Linked DNA regions of Mus musculus: all the other regions are linked to region 3. The links are chromatin contacts, called in public Hi-C and HiCAR-type maps. All regions are on one chromosome and are shown on one strand. Each heading gives the region's core, a stretch centred on a gene start, on an enhancer-like site or on the middle of the called end of the contact. The rest is flanking DNA. Distances are from core to core; before and after follow the strand shown.

Region 1 (4,710 bases), core at 23-2,522, 270 kb after region 3:
CCCCACCCCCACCCCCATCCCCACCCCCAGCTTCCACCAACCCAGAAGCTCCAAATGCCAGCAGGCAGCACCTAAGCACACGGAGCCAAGTGAGTTTTCCCTCATTTGCTATAACCAAGCTACCCAGTATTTCCACTAATGTGTTTTTAAAACTGCCTTGCCTCACAACTTCCCTTTGCTCTGTAGCTCCCTAACACTCTTTCCACACTGGAATGTGCTCTCCGAGGTGACCAGAATCTCATTCCCAGACTATGTTCATTGTGACAGCTAATCGGGTTCCTGCCTTGGGTCCCTTTGATGGTGGATGTGGTGGTTTGAATGGGTTTGGCCTATTCATGTGTGTTGAATCCTTGGCCTTACAGAGTAGCACTATTAGGAGGTGTGGCCTTGTCAGAGGAAGTGTGCCACTGTGGGGGTGAGTTTTGAGGTCTTTATGCTCAGGCTCCACCCAGTGAGAAGAGAAACTCCTAACTGCCTTCAAATGAGGACGTAGAACTCTTGGCTCCTCCTGCACCATGTCTGCCTGGATGCTGCCTTGGTTCCCATCATGATGATAATGGACTGAACCTCTGAACCTGTAGGCCAGCCCCAGTTAAATGTTGTCCTTTATAAGAGTTGCCTTGGTCGTAGTGTTTCTTCACAGCAATGAAACCCTAACTATAACAGTGGACTCTATTATCTGTAAACCAAACAAACCTTTACCTTCCCTGTTACTTTTGGTTATGGTGTTTACCACAGCAACAGAAAGCCAAAAAGGACAGTCATACCTATTTGGCTTGAGATTAATCTATCTCTTACTCTTCCTGAAGAGAGAGCTATATTTTGGGTCAGGAGCTATGTATCGAGATAAAACAAAGTGAACAAAGAGACAGTCTCATAATTCAAACTTGCAACATTATTCTTGTGCATAACAAAGAGAAACAGAACAGACACTCTGAACTAGCGAGCAAGCACTGCAGAAATTAGGAACTGACAGATAAGCCTGCTCCAACCAGGGCCCTTTGATGTGGGCATCTGCGCGCTATCTGGGCCTCTGAACATATCAATAAACTTTGATGTGAGGAGAACCGGGTGGTAGGAAGTGTGCGCTGTTACGTTTGTGTTTGTTTAGCTGCAGTACACAAACGCCCCCGGGGCTCCCGGGTACATTCTGGGGCTGTGGCTTCTGGCATTTCAGAATTCCTTCAGCTACTCATCTTCCATCCTGGGAGTCTTTCCTGGAGCCTTTGGAAATCAGATTGCTGCCTGCAAAGTACGTCTACAGAACGGAGTGCAGCTAGGATCTCGCAAAAAGTGATAGGCAGCGAGGAAGAGCTGAGTCACCCGAGATGGACAGTGTAGGCGTTGCTTCTTCCATTATATCTAAATTACCTTCTCCTTTACGTTCGGTTTATTTATGGGTGTGCACACAGGCAAAGAATGGCTATTAGGGCTGTAAACTGAGACAAATACAGAGATTGATAGCCTTAAAAATAGTCCACGAGGGAATTCAGGGTCTTGTTTAACCATCTCTGAAATGTGTCTCCTCCAGCATTCGCGGGTGTTATAAAATTTATAAGCCTGGGATCACACTGCCCATGTGGTTCACAAAGGCAGGACTGGAAGTTCATCTCAGAATTCCACATCTGAAGGGAGCCTCTCGGTGACATTCTGAGTGGGTGTCACCTTAGCACACTGTCCGTGTCTGAAGGTCATGGAAGCCAGACTCAGAGCTGGAATTCAAACGGTACCACCATCAAGAAGTAAGGTCTGGGAGGAAAGAGGAGTCTGCTCACTGGCCAGAGGAGGGCAGGGCAGGACCACTGCCCCCTGAGGCAGAGGTGGAGCCTCTTCCCGCATTCAGGCAGGTTCCGCAGGTTGGCAGGAGCTTCTTGTTAAACTTCAAGGAACTTTGCAATTCTGTTTTTATACATAACCGCTATGAATCCAGCTGAGTGCACACCTGTGACTCTGGCACTCAGGTTTTCAAGGTCAGCCTTGGCTGCCTAGCAAGTCAAAAGCCAGCCTGGGCTACATGCAAGCCTGTCTCAAAAACAAAATCAACAACTCAATTGCAAAGTTGCATCGCACAGAAATATTTTTTTAAGAACTGAGTTAATTCTTGCTGAATATCCTGGTTGTGGGATGGTCACCAAGTAGGGCCTGGCTGGTAAAAGCAGGTCACTGAGGGCAGGCCTTAGAAAGTTCTCCCCAGCCTCTAATCCCAGACCACTGCGCCCAGTCCACCACGATGTGAGAAATTCATAGGCTCCCTCTACCATGCCCTCCCACCATCGTTGACTGAGACCATGTGCTAAAACAACCCTCTCTTAAGTTGTTCTTGTCAAGTATTCCTGTCATGGTGACACAAAGGTAAGAAAAATGGGGTCAGGCAACCTTATCAACTTGAGTATTCTCCTGCAGTGGTTTGTTGAGCATGACCTTAAAAAGCCCTGTGTAGCCTTCATGTATGTTTTCCTGTGTGTATTTCATGTGTGTTTTCCTGTGTTGCCTTCATGTATGTTTTCCTATGTGGTCTTCATGTATGTTTTCCTGTGTGGTCTTCATGTATGTTTTCCTGTGTGGTCTTCATGTGTGTTTTCCTGTGTGGCCTTCATGTGTGTTTTCCTGTGTAGACTTCATGCCCCTTTTCCTGTTTTTTTGTCCTTTGGGTTTGGGTGGAAGGGTCAGAAGTCCAGGAGGGCTGAACAGTTTGCGTGGAACTCTTCATGATGGATAGAACACTCCTTCCCATGACACCCCTCTTACATTTAGATTGGAGTCAGATTCTTACGTGTGTCCAAGATCCATCTATAGTAGAAGTTAACAGGTAAATAAGCAATTTCTTCCTTTATTTTCTGCCCTTCTATGATACTCAAAGGTAGAAATCAGAGCATTACAGACTCCACTGTGAGCAGGAGCTGGCAGAGGGTATGAGAGAGTGTTCTGTGTAACAGGCCCTGTCTTCCTTAGCTGGGGTCATCTAATTAGGCGGCTGCTGGCATTCATTTTCCCAGCTGCCTGTGGTGGGCATCATGAAACTGAAGCATGGAGCTATGGAACTCACTGCAGCAAATTTCCAACCAGTCTTAAGAATGAAACAGTCTTGCCACCCACAGGGCTCTATCTCCCATGGACATGAGTGGCTAGGTTAAAGTATGAAATATAACTGTCTTGTTTTCTGTTCTCTGATGACATAGGCCTGGCTGACCTACAGAACCCTTAGCCAGCACTAATCCAAATTAGACCTAAATTAGACGAGCGGTTCCCTTTCTGTTGGTCTGATGACCTGGGGTGCCCACTTTCCCTGCAGGCTTAATAACAAATATGAAATATCTAAATGGCCGCGGTCACATCAATTAAAGTGAAGATGGCTTGCCCATTTTGACCCAGAGTCTTTTTATGTTTGATATACTTTCTTAATTAAAAAGTACACCATGATCAGAATTGCAGCATTAGGAGGTTTTGTGTGTATGTGTGTGTGTGTGTGTGCGTGTGCGCCAAATAAAAAGGAGAGAAAGGGATGCTGGGGGGGACAGCTCTTTGTAGTGTTTAATCTTAGTGAGTCAAGCTTATTTTCAACATAATAAGCTACAGACAGAAGGAAAGTCTTTTAGTGCTAAAGTTGAGCTTGGCACCTGTCTCCAGGACTTCTGAAGCTGCTGAAGGGAACCTAAAGGTCAAATTTTCTTTACAAGTGGATATGATCTTTCTACTTCCTGTCCAGCCCCCTCCAGTGTGCGTTGCTGCACAGAGAGCAAGTTCACACTACAGCTTTGGCTATGGGTCCTCTGCGTGAGAACTCACTCCATGCTCAGTGCTGTTAACAGTCAGTCCCTGGGAAATGAAGCCATCCCACCTCAAAGCGCTTCTCTCATTTGTAGAAGCCATCTTTCCAGGATGCTTTTAGAGTTGCTGGCTCCAGGAGGCTCTGCTATGTCATCTCTTAGGAAAGTTTCCCTGACCCTGTCCCCTTGAAGTGTGGCTTCAGTATCTGCTGCTTCATTACCTGCCCCGTCATCCTTCACCACATGCAATGCCTGCAGATGTCATCTTCCTTGTCTGCCACTTGCCATTTAGTGTCTATCCTTCATGACTTAAACACAAGCTCACAGAGGGCAGGATAAGCCCTTGTTCTCACCTTGGATCCCTAGACCTTGAACAGGCGCTATACCTATCATGTTCATAATAGATATTTGATTAACAAACACCTGTAAGCTTTAGTGTGAACATGGGCTCAAGACAGCCTTGCCTGGACCATGCCCCAGGGAAGGAACTAGATTATAAAATGTCTTGGCATTCAGTTCTGTGGATCTGTGTGCTTCCCCAGTGCTGCCCATCTGGGAACCTATCCCAGCACTCTGGGAACCACAGATTCCGTCTGAATATGTATTTTTGATGACAGCAGAATCTTCCCTGAAGTCCCCTGAAAACATATGGGGCGGGGAATGGTTCTTTTTTTTTTCTTAATCTTTTGTTGTATATATGCACACATGTATGGATGATGATATGTATGTTTATGTTCATGTATGATGTATATGCACATGTATATTCATGTATATGCATGATAATGAGTGACAAGCATGTGTGTTTGCATGTATGAGTGCAGGTGTTTGTATGAGCATAGGTGCTTGTGTGCATGAGTACAGGTGTATAGATGCAAGTGTTCAAGTGTCCCAGAATGCATTTGGCGGTTAGAGGACAGCCTTGGGTGTTAGTCCTTGCTCTCTA
Region 2 (5,034 bases), core at 825-3,324, 360 kb after region 3:
CTGAGGGCCCTGGGACTCTAGCGCCTGGTCCTGCAACCAGCTCCTGTGGGGCAGTGACTGTGCCTAGAGACCTGGTAAAGCTGAGCGGGTTGGAAGCCGGAGAACCCAGAGAGGACGGTAGGAGCTTCACCTGCTGCCAACCAGGCCCCTGTCACATGACCACGCTCCTTACATAGGAAGGTGACCTATGGTCACTTAGATCAGGACAGAGTTCTCCATGCTGATGAGGTGCCTAGAGACCCTGAGGGCTCAGCCAGTGAGCTTCCCTTCCCCGACATCCCTTCCTACAAAAGGTATCTAATCTCTGGTCCACCCTGAGGAGTCGGTAAGCACTCATTTTCTCCGGTGAACAATCCATGAACAGTGTGGAACCAAGGACTGTCTCTCTTATCAAGAACTGCTGTGGGAAGCATGGAGGAAGCCTTTGTCTACAGAGTCATGCCGTCTTAAGTCTCCTGCAGAAGGCCCCTCCATGCTCCCAGACAGTTGCTGCCAGGGTAAGGACAATCGCCAATGAGCTAAGCCCGAGTTTCCTATCCTCCCTGGCCCTGATCCAACTCTGTTCCCAATTCCCTGAGACCCAGCAGCGTCTGGAAGTCCAGGAGTAAAGAGACCCCTGGCCCCAGCTCCTCATCTAAGGCCTGTGGACCCTGATCCTCCCTTTCAACTCCTCTGTGCGGTTTCCAGTGGTGACTGAATGCCTTGGAGTCAGGGAACCCCAGCTTTGGCCTCCCTCCTCTTAGGCTGCATTTTCCCACGCCCCAGCAGTGTATTGGTGCTTCCCTCTCAGAGCGAAATGCAGAGCCACACCACATCCAGGTCCTAGTCTTGTGTCCTGTGCGTGGACATAATGGGACCAACCAGCTTCCAATGCTGTGGGCAACCACACCATGCCTTTGCTGATGCTCTGAATATGTTTGGCACAGGGAGTGGCATTATTATGAGGTGTGGTCATGTTGGAGTAGGTGTAGCCTTGTTGGAGTAGGTATGTCACCGAGGGGGTGGACTTTAAGACTTTGGAAGCCAGTCTTCTCCTAGCAGCCTTCAGATGAAGACATAGAACTCTCAGCTCCTCCTGCACCATGCCTGCCTGGATGCTGCCATGTTCCCACCTTTATAGTAATGGACTGAACCTCTGAACCTGCGAGCCAGCCCCAAGTAAACCTTGTCCTTCATAGGAGCTGCCTTGATCATGGTGTCTGCTCACAGCAATGCAAACCCTTCCCTGCACGGGGGACTATTCTCTTAGGAACTGTGAGTCAGAGTTCATGCTTCTCCCTCACATTGCTCTGTCAGGGCATCTTATTTCAGCAATGAGAAAGAAACTAAGGCAGCTTCTTGTTTAACTTCTGAGGAAACCCTGCTCATCAGCATATTCCCAACTGCATCCTGTAGACTATCTGGGAATCAGGCTACATCCTCCACAAGACTGTGTTAGGATCTCTCAAGTCTTATCTCTGATTAGAAATCGGTCCCAATTCCATTAGATATACTTTTAAGAAATTAGGATAATCACTCTTAATTACTTCACCTACTATAACTTACTATAATTAAAGCTTTTCTTTTATTAAACTAGTTAAACTCTCGACTGTAACAATGAATAATCCCCACCCACTACAGCAGTTCACTATGCTTTCTCACTGCAATCTTACAGACCCAGGCTGTCTAAATGGGGCTCTCTTTTTAAGAGATTTGAAAAAGAATTCTATTACATAAGAAAGCTGCCGCTAGATTTCAGGAAAGCCTTGCACAAGGGCACCATTATTCTTTGAAACTGAAAACAACTCACTGAGCTTGGTAGTTCTGAGTGACACTTGGTTTTGGAACATTCTCGGTGGCTTTTCAGTGACCTCCACACTTTGCCCTTTGTTCTTCATCCCCTATTGTGTCTTGCAATAAATACTCAATTATGTCACCATGAAATTTATTCCTATGCAGCGGACATTCCTCAATAACTTCTTTTAATCTTTCTTTAGTGTCACCCAGAGAACAGGCAATGAGAAAGTGTGAAGGAATGAGGGGTGGGGTGAGGAGAGGCGGCACCTCGTTGTCAGTGCAAATGGAGCCAGCCTGGCAGAGGCCTCAGAGCAGGGCCAGGTGCATGGCCTCCCCCCATTCCAAAGACAGCCCAACAAGCACTGTGTTGAGGGAGAGCCCCACCAGAGTCAGCTAGGGCACGGGCAGAGGAGGCCATTAGCTAGGGACTTTCTGAGTTGCCATCTATAGATGGTCTGGTGACAGGTTCCCTTTAGTCTCGAAGCTAATTCCTGGCACTGGGGAACTGTGTCTGAGTTTCCTAGGGAGAGTTCTGTTTCTTGTGATACAAGATATGGGATCCAAGCCCTGCGCTTTTTGAGTCAGGATCTCCTCCTGCTGCCCAGGCAGGCACTGAGGCTGCGCTTCACCTCCTGCGTAGGTTTTAAGTAGGGGATGACAGGCATGGGCAAGGTATGCATTCTGCAGGGGACAGCAAGACCCCAAACATGACAAGGTCCCATGACACAAGCCCAAGAGAGGCCTTACAGAACCTGTGACTTCTCCAGGGGATGGCAATCTGCTCTAGCCCCAGGAGCCTCCTCTCTCACATCAACTCCATCTTGCTCTGTTTGTACCACTTGGGACCATGTCTGCCAAATGCCAGTCAGCGTCCAAAGACACACTCTACTGCTCTGTCTACACAACACTCTACTGCTCTGTCTACACAACACTCTACTGCTCTGTCTACACAGCACTCTACTGCTCTGTCTACACAGCACTCTACTGCTCTGTCTACACAGCACTCTACTGCTCTGTCTACACAACACTCTACTGCTCTGTCTACACAGTGCACGGATGCCTTACTTGCTGCTGTATTTTAAAACGGATTTCTTTTACTTCATTCCTTCTTTAGCAAGCTCCTGGACCTGCCTATTTCAGCTCCCCCCAACAAGGCTGGGTTATAGGTGTGCAGTCAGTGTTTAGCTTTGATGTAGTGCTGGGAATTCAAACTCTGAACGTGATGTTACCCACCAGACAGTCTCCCCAGCCCCTCTGCAGTCCTTAATTCTTCTTAGCCAGTTATCAGAGTAATATATCACACATCTCCAAAGTTCAGACCTCAAGTTTCATCTCTAGTTTCTTGAATTGTCTCACTGCCTGTGGTCAGCAAGCCCGGGAACACATTCCTCTCTGGAGGGTGCTGGTGACTTATCCGGTGGTCTCAGTAACACACAGTTGTAATGGGGGTGGTGAATCTGGTGCCTTGGCTGTACTCTTGAATAACATGACAGCATCCAAGCACCCACGCTTTAGCTCAGTGAAGATGAACATGACCTTTCTGGTGATGAATGAGGCACGTCAACGGGACACACAACTTCCAGGGAGGGATTCTTGTTTTGATTTTCTAAGTAGGAATCATGTTGTCTGTCCATAAGTTGGTGGAAGGAAACATATTCATCCCAGATGCAGACACACCCTTGACAAACCAGAGGGAAGACCCCACTCAAGGTGGCTTGGTGAGCCAGGGAGTTTCCTGGGGTGACTTAGGGGAACACAAGCACCTGGGAGGGAAGCAGCTGCATTGCTGAAGAGCCTCATCCCACCCTTCTACCGCGCATGTGCTGGGGTAAGAAGGTACGGCAACTGAAGTCTCAGATCAGCGTCCCATGAGTGTTTGTCATGAGGGAGTGCTCGTGAGTTCAACCAGGCAAGCTCTCCTGCATGTCATGGCTGCTGACCTAAGGTTTCTGACTGGAGGAATCAGTTGCACTGATGTTTCACCCCCCCAAAAAAACTGTTTGCAGATGTGCTAGCTGCTACTTCTATCAACATGGTACTAAAGTCTGAATCCACCACCTTCAGCAGTTTGTAACAGGGAAATAATTAAGTATATGGACACCATTGAGACTGTTTCCTGGAGGGAGAGACTCACTAGTGGGAAGTAGGAAGGGTATGTTGACTTACAGTGTCCCCTCTCAGCAATCCTGCCTTGGAGCAACACCCCCGTCCCACCCTGTAGACACGCGCCCCAGAGACATGGGTAAACAGAAGGTCTCTTCAGCAGGCTAGGTCACAAGAGGAGAGGATGGGTTACAGTAGCAGTCCTTGCCTTCTGTAACCTGACACCCCTCTGGGAGATGATCCAACCTGTTTCCCAAAGCCTGATGTCACAGGTGTGAGGAGCCAATGGAGGCTGTGAGCCCTAGGGCCACACCCTCTGATGAGGCCTGAAGGCCAGCCCTGTGAACAGTCCCAATCAATTCATCTGCTATAAAGATGGGAGCAGAAAGAATGCTGAAGTGTCAGATTGTATGTAAGATGTCCTTGTAGGCTAGTGTGTCTGAGATGTCCCCCTGGGCTAGTGTGTAAAATGTCCCCATAGGGTAGTGTGTCTAAAATGTCCCTGCAGGCTAGTGTGTCTGAGATGTCCCCCTGGGCTGGTGTGTAAAATGTCCCCATAGGCTAGTGTGTCTAAGATGTCCCTGCAGGCTAGTGTGTCTGAGATGTCCCTGTGGGCTAGTGTGTAAAATATCCCCATAGACTAGTATGTCTGAGATGTCCCTGTGGGCTAGTGTGTAAAATATCCCCATAGACTAGTGTGTCTGAGATGCCTCTGTGGGCTAGTATATAAAATGTTCCCATAAGCTAGTGTGTAAAACGTCCCTGGGGGCTAGTGTGTAAAATGTCCCAATGGGCTAGTGTGTAATACGTTCCCATGGGCTAGTATGTAGGATGTCCTTGAGGGCTAGTGTGTTTGAGTTCTTGTCCTTAGCTGGGATGGTGCTTTGGGAAGTTATAGAAACTTGAGAGGCGGGTCATTATAGCCTGGCCTACTTCCTAGTCCACTGAGGTATGAACTAACACCCACTGCCCACTCCCCAGCCAAGGTCTGCCCACCACCATGCTGTCAAGGGTCCCTCTCAAACCATGAGATAAAGGAGGTTTGTCCTCTCACAAGCCATTGCTTGTCAGGTTTTGGCCACAGTCATGAGAAAGACAATACAAGTGAACAACGGCAAACATTCCTAAGAGTTGTGGCCCCACATCCCACTAAGC
Region 3 (4,586 bases), core at 349-2,848:
CATACACACATACATATATACACATGCACACATATATACACACCTCGCACATATACACACCACACACATACACACACTACACATACACATATATATACACACATACATACACACATAGAGAGATAGATATAGATAGATAGATAAATGATAGATAGAAAGACTAAGAGATTGTGGGCAAAAGAGAGCATATCCATAATAGCAGGGTTATGAGAAGAATGAGTAGCAGAGGGGAGGGAAACCCTTGAGCTGGAGAAGTTGAGTGTGTGTGTGTGTGTGTGTGTGTGTGTGTGTGTGTGTGTGTAGGGGGCTAAGAAGAGATGGGTACTAGTGATCCTGAGGGAGCCTGAGGTCAGCATGGGTTTTGGAATGCTTATAGCCACCTCACATAGCCATGTGTTCCTTCTGCCACTGAAAAGGGAAATGGCCCCTTTGGCAGAGGGACTGTAGGAGCTCATGGGGGATGCTGGCTTTTGTTTAACCACCAGAATGCAGGGAAATGGTGTTTCCTTTGCATGTGAGAGAGCAGCCAGCAGCAACAGTTCTGTGAAGAATTCTTTAGTTAGTGGTATTATCTCAGTGTTGCAGCAAATCACTGGCACAGGAGGTAATGGGGTAGGCTGATCACACAAACCAAGGGCTTCGAGTGCAGCTTGCACTGGCCTTGTGGAGATCCCAGAACCGGCAGAGCTTTGGGCTTCTTGCTTGATTTTGTCTGGACCTTGTGTAGCCGCCATCTCTGTGCAATGGCATCTGTGTAAGGCCCTCTCCTAGGATACTGTGTTTGGTTTCTCCATGTGACTGACAAGCAGGCATCCACTGGCAGAACATTCTTGCATGTACAACTTCATACCTACAGAGGGCGCCCTGACCCCAAAGAAGACCTTTTTTGGGCTTTTACGCTACAGGATGGGAAGTGAGTATGTTTTGAAGGTACTTAATAAAACCATTACTAAACGCTCGCAGACCAACCCTGGGACTGGGGCACGCTGCCTTTGCCTTCCTGCAGAACCCTGCAGGCTCTGGGTAAAGTTTTGGAACTGTTGCTTGTGAACTGTTACCACTTCTGTGACACTGGCCGCAGGACAGCCTACTTGGCCCACGCTCAGGGTGTTCCTTCCGCATTGTCAAAGGCCTCTCAGAGCAGAAAAGGCCAGCTTGCTTCCTGGAACCCCACAGGAGCCACAGTCAAAGGGCTTCTTGTTTCAGCTGCAGAAAACCCACAGGAAATGCTGGCTTCAGAGCAGCTATGAGTTCCCATTGTCCCCTCAGACCTAGCCATGTTCCCCCCCCCCCCCCACTCCCCTCTGAATGAGGTAGCAACTAGCATACAAACAAACTGAACAGTAGCGTTTCCGGCAGCCAGGGGACTTTCCGTCCAAGTTCTCCCAGCAATGAAAGGGAAGAGTCCCAGCTAGCTTCCTTGTGCTTTCAGGGATGATCGTGCCATTTGTACAAAGCTGGCCTCATAGTAGGCACTTTATCAAGACTATTGAGGAGAGGTGACTCGATTCCAAGTCTCCGACAGCCCCTGTCACTCACTCACTAGCTGTGTGGGCAGGGACGAGCTGTTTGATTCTAATCTCTGCCTGTGTGCTGAGCACCGCATGCTTGCTTCCTGAAACTGTCACGGGGATGACAGTAGACAATATAAGACAACGTCACACAGTCAAGGCAGGCCGCAGTCTGGGACTATGCCAATGAGGTCCCATGGGATGGGGCATGTGGCCTCAGCAACTTATATTCTAATTTCTCAGCTCACGGATGCCCTCTCCTGAGGGGCAGCTTTTGGGGTTTGGCTGATGGTCTCTATGTGGCAGCAGGGGTGTATCATCAACATTGCTAGCTTAGCTGGCATAGCATCCTGGAGGGTGTGTCTGGTGACCTCACTGTGCCCCAGGATGGGTCATTGCATTTATGCCTCTGCCATCTTACTGCTGACCTTGGCACGTCTGTGGTGACGCTACAGGAACCAAACAGAAAAATATCTGTGGCGCGTTCATCTCTCTCTCAGCTTCCTGACTGTGGATGCCATGAGACCAGATGCCCAAGCTCCTGTCACCATTCCTTGCCTGCTTTGATGTGCTGTGCCTGTCCTGGTTGACTGTAACTGTCATCTGAGAAGGAAGTCTCAAGTGAGGGATTGCCTAACTCAGATTGGCCTGTGGTGTGCCTGTGAAGGATCAACATGTTCGTTAATTGATGTAGGCAGTCTCAGCCCACTTTGGGTGGCACCATTCCTTAGACAGATTGTCTGGATTGTATAAGAAAGTTAGTTAAGCATGAGCCTGTGAGCCAGCCAGCAAGCAGTCACCTTCTGCCATGATTTCTGCATCAAGTTTTTGTTTGAGTTTCTGCCCTGACTTCCCTCAGTGATAATCTGAGGAAGAAACCCTTTCTTCCCCTCATTTGCGTTTAGCTAGGGTATTGTTTTTTGTTTATTTTATTTTATTTTTTTAGATTTATATATTTATTATGTATACAGCATTCTGCCTGCAAGTATGCCTGCAGGCCAGAAGAGGGCACCAGATCTCATTATAGATGACTGTAAGACACCATGAAGCTGCTGGGAATTGAACTCAGGACCTCTGGAAGAGCAGCCAGAGCTCTTAACTGCTGAACCATCCCCCTCTCCTTTCCATCGCCTTCTTCTCCCCCTTCCTTTCACCTTCTGCCCTCCTCCATCTCCTAAAGATAGTTCCAGGAGTTAGAACAATGGTTTCCCATAGATGCTTGTGTCCGAAGCATCTGTGCATAGCTTTCCCCAGTGTGGCTTGGAGGAGCTTGAAGGGTAGATGTGGTGAAGTCTAAAACTATCAATTTTTGGATATGTCTCAAATCACCTGGGTTGACTGAAGGAATTGTGGGTGTTTCTAATGGAAAGAAGAAGGCAAGAGTGAAGGTCAGGAGTTTGAGGATGCTAAACTGTGGGTTTGGGGGATGAAGGGAGCTCACCGGAGAGGTTCCAGAGGCGAGTTGATGATCTTCGGTGGTTTCCAGGGGGAGACTTGCGCTCTCAAACCCTGGGCCAGAATACACTTGCCTCCTCTTAGGTTGTTTCTTGTCAGGTTTTTGGTCACAGCCATGGGAAAAGCTGCTTAATAATGTCACTTAAGGTCACACAGAGCCATCTCCCTCCAGGCTTTCTTCTCTGTCAGCTGAAGGCTAATCACGCCAAGTGCTCCCCTGCAGAAACCTGCTCTTCTGTGAAGGAAATGGCCGGGCTTCTGTGAGAGTCTGTCTGGGAAGCCGTAGCCTCAACAGATCCTCCAGGTGCCTGGATGCCAGGAGAATGTCATTTTCACTTCCCTGAGAAATTGCCAGCCCGCCCCAGGGACATCAGAGGGCTTTAGCTAATGCCACACCCCCTTAAGCTCTAAACATGAGATTGTTAGTTTCTAGAGAGGAGACCCGTCTGTGTAGGTGAGCGGCTGCAAACCCCACCTCCCTTGTCTGAGTACCAGGTCTTTTCAGTGCGAAGCAAGGTACACCTTATGTTTTGGTACTAACAGGAAACATTCTGTTTGCTCAGTCCAGGGTCATCACTGACCATAACCCCTGAGCTCTTTATATTATCACAAGGCCCAGGACAATGAGTCACTCTTGGGTCTTATAGAGGAATATCTGCCATCTTGTGTCATGTGACTTCTGCTGGAAGGAAACCTGCACTCCACTAATCTCCCCAGGGGAATATTTAAGGCCCGGGCTAATAAGGTGAGACAGATGGAATGCTCAGAGAACGCTGGCAAATTCTAGAGCTAATCTGATTAAAGGGCACCGAATCCTTTCCCTAGCACATAAATAAAATGTGACAATCGGTGTCAGCCGAGAGGCCTTCAGCTGGCTTTTAGGCTTGTTACTTGGTTCTGCACGTTTTTTAGCAATTCCCAGCATGCTGCAGAGGAAAGAAACCAAGAGAAGCAGAGGGAGCCAAAAAGGGGGTGCCCATCCTCTGACAGTTAAGGTGCCAGAGGCTGAGGCAGACACAGTTTTCACTTGCTGTCTTAGGTCTCTGATGGGAGTCTAGGGCGAGAGGTTGTGGCCACAGAGAAGTCTTGGGAAGACATTCCTCTTTCACCCTAAGAATGGCTTCCTTGAGGAAGATTGGTACACAACACTGTATGTGGCTGGGAAGATGACTCAATGGGTAGCGTACCTGCCACACCTAATGTATAAGTGTGAAGACCAGAGTTGAGGCCCTAATCTCGTCAGACCCACGCCCCAGCTCTCAGGAGATGGAGGCAGAGGATCCCCAGGGAAAGCTGGGTAGCTAGACCAGGCAAGCCAGCCTGTCTTAGTCAATAGAGTGGAGTGTGATCTAGGTAGGGTCCAGTGTACCTGGACTCACATGTCCACAGACAGAGACATGTATATACACATGCACACATGCCTTACACATGCACATATGCACATATGTTAGTGCACACATCTGATGAATTGGGGATGCTTATACACTCATGAAGTCACTGCCATCAACCCTGTCTCCTCCCTGAATTTCTGCCCAACTCTTTTGTTGTTGTTGTTGAATTAATTCCTTGTAAATTTATTTATTGGGAGAATGAGTGTGTATGGTTGTGCATGCCACAGCA

Evidence for each region. Hi-C and Micro-C count contacts between places; a contact is called where the count stands out from the background. HiCAR-type assays count read pairs that join an accessible place to other places.
Region 1: a contact with region 3 is called in a Hi-C map of the N1E-115 cell line, with 15 times the contacts expected there. The contact joins two enhancer-like sites. A contact is called at or near these places in 6 of 484 Hi-C or Micro-C datasets (B cells, CD4 T cells, the HL-1 cell line and 3 more) and 2 of 115 datasets of contacts at active chromatin or transcription factors (memory CD8 T cells and microglia).
Region 2: a HiCAR-type map of astrocytes shows a contact between it and region 3, with 2.3 times the contacts expected there. The contact joins two enhancer-like sites. A contact is called at or near these places in 2 of 39 promoter capture datasets (the 3T3-L1 cell line and maxillary cranial neural crest), 5 of 484 Hi-C or Micro-C datasets (the HL-1 cell line, bone marrow-derived macrophages, cerebellum and 2 more) and 3 of 115 datasets of contacts at active chromatin or transcription factors (astrocytes, bone marrow-derived macrophages and oligodendrocyte precursor cells).

The regions. Positions count from the first base shown.
Region 1 is chr8:125,336,624-125,341,333 of GRCm38.p6, forward strand. No RefSeq gene overlaps it. Among named protein-coding and RNA genes, the nearest start is that of Gm30713, 47 kb to the right of the region's middle. Within about 2 kb of position 1,273, at least 58 of the 459 cell types and tissues checked have an H3K27ac peak or open chromatin away from gene starts, as enhancers often do. A contact at or near this core is called in the N1E-115 cell line and memory CD8 T cells, where this site is marked.
Region 2 is chr8:125,427,412-125,432,445 of GRCm38.p6, forward strand. The region is part of intron 19 of Sipa1l2 (signal-induced proliferation-associated 1 like 2); the gene reads right to left. Among named protein-coding and RNA genes, the nearest start is that of Gm30713, 44 kb to the left of the region's middle. Within about 2 kb of position 2,075, at least 29 of the 459 cell types and tissues checked have an H3K27ac peak or open chromatin away from gene starts, as enhancers often do. A contact at or near this core is called in astrocytes and oligodendrocyte precursor cells, where this site is marked.
Region 3 is chr8:125,066,198-125,070,783 of GRCm38.p6, forward strand. The region is part of intron 1 of Disc1 (disrupted in schizophrenia 1); the gene reads left to right. Among named protein-coding and RNA genes, the nearest start is that of Disc1, 14 kb to the left of the region's middle. Within about 2 kb of position 1,599, at least 212 of the 459 cell types and tissues checked have an H3K27ac peak or open chromatin away from gene starts, as enhancers often do. A contact at or near this core is called in the N1E-115 cell line, astrocytes, memory CD8 T cells and 1 more, where this site is marked.